Linked DNA regions of Drosophila melanogaster: region 1 is linked to region 2. A link is a contact called in public HiChIP or PLAC-seq data. All regions are on one chromosome and are shown on one strand. Each heading gives the region's core, a stretch centred on a gene start, on an enhancer-like site or on the middle of the called end of the contact. The rest is flanking DNA. Distances are from core to core; before and after follow the strand shown. Region 1 holds the start of kel (kelch). Region 2 overlaps Lrch (Leucine-rich-repeats and calponin homology domain protein).

Evidence for each region. HiChIP or PLAC-seq counts read pairs in DNA pulled down with a chosen protein or histone mark.
Region 1: a POLR2A S2P HiChIP or PLAC-seq map of the Kc167 cell line shows a contact between it and region 2, with 9 times the contacts expected there. The contact joins the promoter of kel here to the enhancer-like site in region 2. A contact is called at or near these places in 5 of 107 Hi-C or Micro-C datasets (the Kc167 cell line, embryo and wing imaginal disc) and 2 of 6 datasets of contacts at active chromatin or transcription factors (both in the Kc167 cell line).

What each region holds. Positions count from the first base shown.
Region 1 is chr2L:18,136,609-18,139,436 of dm6, reverse strand. kel (kelch) reads left to right here and starts at 1,354. Exons shown (of 6, transcript NM_165242.2): 1 at 1,354-1,960. The coding sequence starts at 1,506. It overlaps Socs36E (Suppressor of cytokine signaling at 36E), which reads left to right. Exons shown (of 4, transcript NM_165243.3): 4 at 1-762.
Region 2 is chr2L:17,376,642-17,379,568 of dm6, reverse strand. The region is part of intron 1 of Lrch (Leucine-rich-repeats and calponin homology domain protein); the gene reads left to right. Among named protein-coding and RNA genes, the nearest start is that of Lrch, 6.0 kb to the left of the region's middle. Within about 2 kb of position 1,413, at least 21 of the 39 cell types and tissues checked have an H3K27ac peak or open chromatin away from gene starts, as enhancers often do. A contact at or near this core is called in the Kc167 cell line and wing imaginal disc, where this site is marked.

The DNA of each region.
Region 1 (2,828 bases), core at 105-2,604, 760 kb before region 2:
AGATCAAACGCGAAGCCACATAACAAAATCGCTAGCTCGCTACTACAAGACTGTCATGGATCAAAAACCAAATGTTCACCATATATATCTCACCTATTGGAATGCAGCTCGGACGGATTTTTGAGTTGTGGCACTCTTGAAAGCGAGCTGGTAGAATGTAGAATCGAAATCGCAGTTAGCTAATTGTACTATAAACTAAGTATTATTATCTAAAGCAACCCTCTCTCCTACACACATAAGTATTGCAAAAAGAAGGGCCAATCGAGCTTTTCGTAATCGCTGGTATTCTTGTAATATTTCATTGTATTTATTTGAAGTATGGAATCTAAATGATGTGTTACTGTTACGTGTAAATACGAGATACGAATGCAGCTTAGTTAGTGTAAAACTCTCTCATTAGCCAAATTTCCAAATGTAATTTTCGCCTATTTATGAATATACTTTATTTATTTATTCGAAGTGATTTCGTTCGCAAGCGAGTGCTTTGTTTAAAAAGAAAAAACCCGTCAGTTGTACACGTGTAGAGCATTTGTAAATACTACCGATTTTCGCATTAAGCTGTAGCTATATTAATATAATGAATTATAAATCATGTATTCCTACCTAGGTGGTTGCTGTTATTCGTAAACATTCAATAAGCAGTTGTTTCCAATACCTATTTAATGTATTTTACATATCTCACATGTTGATGAGCATGCGTATCAATATTCAAAAACAAAATCGAAAAAAGAGTCAAACAAATAAAGTTGATCAAGATATTAGAAAAAATCTCAAAGTGTGTTTTGAATCAGAAGTGTGGAATCATAATCAACCCAAATGATTGATGTATTTTAATATCTTTAACAAATGAATGTTTAACTCATTCGTTATTTTCATTATAAAGTCGTGAATTCTTTATAAAATGAGAGTAATCAACTAAAATCTATAGATTTCTATTTATTTTATTTTATATCTATAAAATATCTATAGATATTCTATCAAGATTATGCTGAACTAAACCTTTTTTACTTTCTTTTATGGAATTCGAATATGCAATCTTAATGAATTCTGTGTCGCATATTTGTAATCTTTTTGCAATTTTATTTATATATTTTTATAAGATGAATTAGGTATGCTTTTTTTAAGTTTAGGTAAATGTGGAATATTAGTTTGTATATCAATTTAAAAATCACACTTTTTGAAACGTACGTATAAATAAAAATTAAAGGGGAGAGGTCATATTTAAGATGTAATTCAAGTGAATTACAAAAATTCAAAAATTAAATGACTTTATCATTAATTTTATAGTTGGAAACAAAGCCAGCTCAGTGAGAACTGGTTGAAAATGCCTATCGGACTATCGATGAGTATTCATCGCTAGTGGTAACTTGCGACCAACCCGAGGCTGGTCACACTGCTCTGGTCGCGTCCAAAAAGTGTACAATTTTTCACCACCTCGGTTTGTTTTTTCGGACCAGGCGAGGCACCTTCGATTCGCTGCGACTTCCGTTTCCGATCCGTTTCGGATGATAGCTCTGAGTGCGCTGCTAACCAAATATACGATCGGTATTATGAGCAACCTAAGCAATGGCAACAGCAACAACAACAACCAGCAGCAGCAGCAACAACAACAGGGTCAGAACCCACAACAACCAGCACAGAATGAAGGCGGAGCGGGAGCGGAGTTCGTGGCGCCACCGCCCGGACTAGGTGCCGCAGTGGGCGTGGCAGCCATGCAGCAGCGCAACCGCCTGCTGCAGCAGCAACAGCAGCAGCACCACCACCATCAGAATCCCGCCGCCGAGGGAAGTGGCCTGGAGCGGGGCAGCTGCCTTCTGCGCTACGCCAGCCAGAACTCCCTGGACGAGAGCTCCCAGAAGCACGTCCAGCGGCCAAATGGCAAGGAGCGCGGCACTGTGGGGCAGTACAGCAATGAACAGCATACGGCGCGCTCCTTCGACGCCATGAACGAGATGAGAAAGTAAGGATGGCACGAGATCCTGTCGAAGGATCAGTTCGTACGACTATAAAATTTGGTTAAGTCCTTAAGCATCATAAAGAAGTAGCCAGGGTTTCTAAAGACCTTAAGGCAGTATATTTAGATCCACAAATAGTATTATATCCTAATTCCTACCTGTGAGAGGTTTTAAAAACCTTAGGTAGAACATTGGTTATTTTGTACCTGCCCTGGAGAATAGAACACACAGCACCCACATAGGACTTTTAATGATATGCAGAATTAGATCTATGTGATTTTATAGCCTGATTATGTAAATAAGCACACCTACAACGGTTCGAAAAATGTTTCAAATGTCATTTGTTTGCTCAACAGCAAACCAGCTGAACGTTCGTTCAGGTTCTAAAAAGGTGTCAGCTATTTCCCAGTTACTATTTCCTTGACAAAACAAGCTGATCTGAGTTTCTACCACTAAAACTTTCAGTTGTTAAATATGACGACCTACCTCAACTTAATATAAATAGAACTGTGCTAACTACACTCTATTATAAACTCATCTCCTCTGTTCCCGGACAAAGGCGCATGATTCAATCCCTGCGTGTTCGACGGGAACAGGTGGACCGACTGGCTCTCGAGCTTTGAGATTTGGGCCAAGATGCGAAAATAAAATCTCTGAAAATGTCAGATGATCGTCTCTCGCATATTTGCGCAGTTCGCTTTGTTTATCTGGCCGTTGCTAATATTTGTGTTTGCACACTACATATGTATAAACGAATATTTGCCGCCGCTTTTGTCGTGGGGCCATTCGCATTAATTATTGTCTAGTTTTTATTATGATGAGTTGCTTACGCCTTCGGGTTTCGCATTGGGCCACGACCTTGAACTTGGTTGC
Region 2 (2,927 bases), core at 164-2,663:
CACGACGTACCCCTTATATTATATCCATTTTTAAATGCACCCTCATTCTGCTTATTGCGGTTTAAAAATAACATTATTATTTCAGCGATAAATGCAATTTGCTTGTCTCCACGCTTGCTTATCTGCAGTTGAACGACTTATGTAGCTGTATGTATATGTTCGTATTTATTTATATATATGTATGCATCTATGTACATATCTTAGCAAATTGAGGGCAGTACAAACTTGACACAGATAACCGCGAATTATGCATTGAGTCATTTCCATTAATTTATAAATGTAAGCATTATTTAACAGGCGACGGGCCAACGTTTCTAGTTTCTTAATTGCTGTGCACAGCACGCGCTCATAAAAGAGAATCTAAGAGAACAAAAGATAGATCTGATTACAAGCATTGCTTACAGTGGGCACGCGCTGTAATGGATTATTAGCTATATCTATTGGGAATATTTTATAATTACCGAAAACCCATATTTAGTATGTTAAATGTGCTCAATCAAAATGGTAAAAAATAAAATGTCAAAATATCAAGAGTCTTTTACGTACGAGGTAATACTGTGAGGAAAACCTTTTATTCCCTTGTTTGTTTGTGACTTAGAAAAACACAGCTGTTACACTTTGAATTTGGAAGAAAAACATTAATCAGCAGCAGCAAGAAAAACAACGAATTCATAGCTGCTTCCAAATATTTGTTAAATATTTGTTTTCCTGGATGTTTACACTTGGCCAACACAGATTTCCAATGTTTGCTCTGTGATTAAATGGGCATAAAGAACAGACCGGCGATGAAGAAGAAATGCTGCGCGAAATTGCAGTGTCTAAAATAAACAAAGTGGAACAGAACACAATTTTCTAGGGAAGTAGGCGTGTGTGTTTGTGTTGGGAATTAAAATCGGTATCTATCTATCTAAACATGTGTGTATCTGTGTTTTGAGTGCTTCCAGCTTTCAATATCAAAAAGTAATCAATCGATGGGGCAAGAGCCCAATGCGATTTTCCATATTATTTTTTTTGATTAGTTCGATGTGCGCACATACATAGTTGGGACATTGCCCTATATATGAGAGTGCTTCTCAAGTGGTTTTCAATACAATTCCACAGAGTGTAATATAAATAAACAAAACTTTATTGCTAAGTGGCTCGTTTGGGGTTTCGAGTCTAAAAGAATTGCCTATGTTTTGATTCTGGGAAAATGTTATGCGATAAAAAAAAAGTTTAAGGAATGTGAATATTGGTTTAGTGGCTTATCAGCATTTATGTGTGGCTCCCAGTTATGTAAATATATATAGTTTGCTTCCTGTTCCAGCATATGTTTGCAGAGCACCCAATAATTTTCTCCTGCCCTATGCATAATGATTCATATTCCCATCGCCCCACTTAAGGCCCACCAATTTAGCAATAACACTCAGACAAATTAATTTCAATAAATCCATCAATAGAATCCACTGTGCCCGTTTGTGCCCCTTCGTTTTCATAATGGTCAGTCAATATCAATGTACAGACATGCAGAGGCTTCCACATCCATATACATATTCATATTCGGCAAAGTCAAAATAAAATACCACGCAAGCCAAATAAAGTAGCGACGGTATGGGTAACGTGCTCCAGGTCCATTCTAGCCTGGTGGAGAATCCGCCGCCCACATGGCTAGACCAAAACGTTACCAAAAACGAAACAGCTGAGGGCAACGATATAAAGCTCCATTTGCCAATACAGTTGGAGCGCCATCAATTTAATTTTTTGCTTCTTCCGGTTTGGGCCCACGCCCTTCAAAATGGAAATGCCACTCAATGTCTGCCACATGGGGGGTTATTTTTGTGTGGTATAAACTTTTTTACCAGCTCCGGGGTATGTTTGGATATGAACTTTTAAGGTTGAGAGTTTCAGTAGCAAGAAATTATATTTATATTACTTATTTTTAGAAATCCACACTCATCGATCCTCTTGATAGGTTTTTGAAATATTGAAATATCATTTAACAAAGCTTATCAAAGTAGGTTCCTTATCAAACTGATACCGTATACCATATACCATATCTTTATCCTCATATCTATCATTTTATGGCCTAATCCCTTCAATCATAAAACTGTAAATATATTGCAACAATCAGCTGCTACGTATGTATGAAAATAGGCAGTTCAATATGGGTGGTCTGAACTAAGAAATGACTAAATCGACATTGCTGTCATTTACCTTTAATTTCCACGCGCTTATTCAGTTTTCTAGAGGAATTTATGCAAATGCAATTGCTTGAATCCCCATTACCTCCAAGGAGCGTCATAACCGAGACGTTCCCTGCTCCACTTACATCATCAAATTGCTCCATTGCCATGCGTGCGCCGAAGTTGGCAAAGTTGACTTTGGGCGTTGCTCGAATCCATGTTTGTTTCGAATCCCCAGGCGCACCCTATTTTTTTTTTAGGTTGGATGAAATGCCTGCGTGGTCCGAGGACAATTTCTGCAGTATTTATGACATTATGGTTTGGTGAGCCTCAGGCGGGCAAATAAAAATGAAAATTAAAAAGTAACGCGAGTATTAAGAGAGGCAAACAAAACAATGATGGCACTTTGCATTTTTTCGGCGTGTCAAACAATTTGATTTATTGTGCGAGACGTAAAAGACAAATTTTCGCCTGTCGCATTGCGTTGAAGTTGGCCAAAAGCCAGCTGGGGCCAGAAAAAAAAGGGGGGAATGAGCGGGGAAATAGAGTGGAAACTCTTGGAAAATTGCCAGTGAAAGCAGAATTGAGCAGGTGTCGCTCGAGATAAAAAATATCTTCGTCACGGGCCCGCAGGTTCAAAGTACAAAGTCGGTCCTGGTGTCCCATTTCGTCCTAAATTGATGCCTCCGCATCAGGGAAATCCAATTTCCGCATCCTCGAACAACTTTTCAACCCAAGCCATCCCACCCCGACGTCATTGGCCGG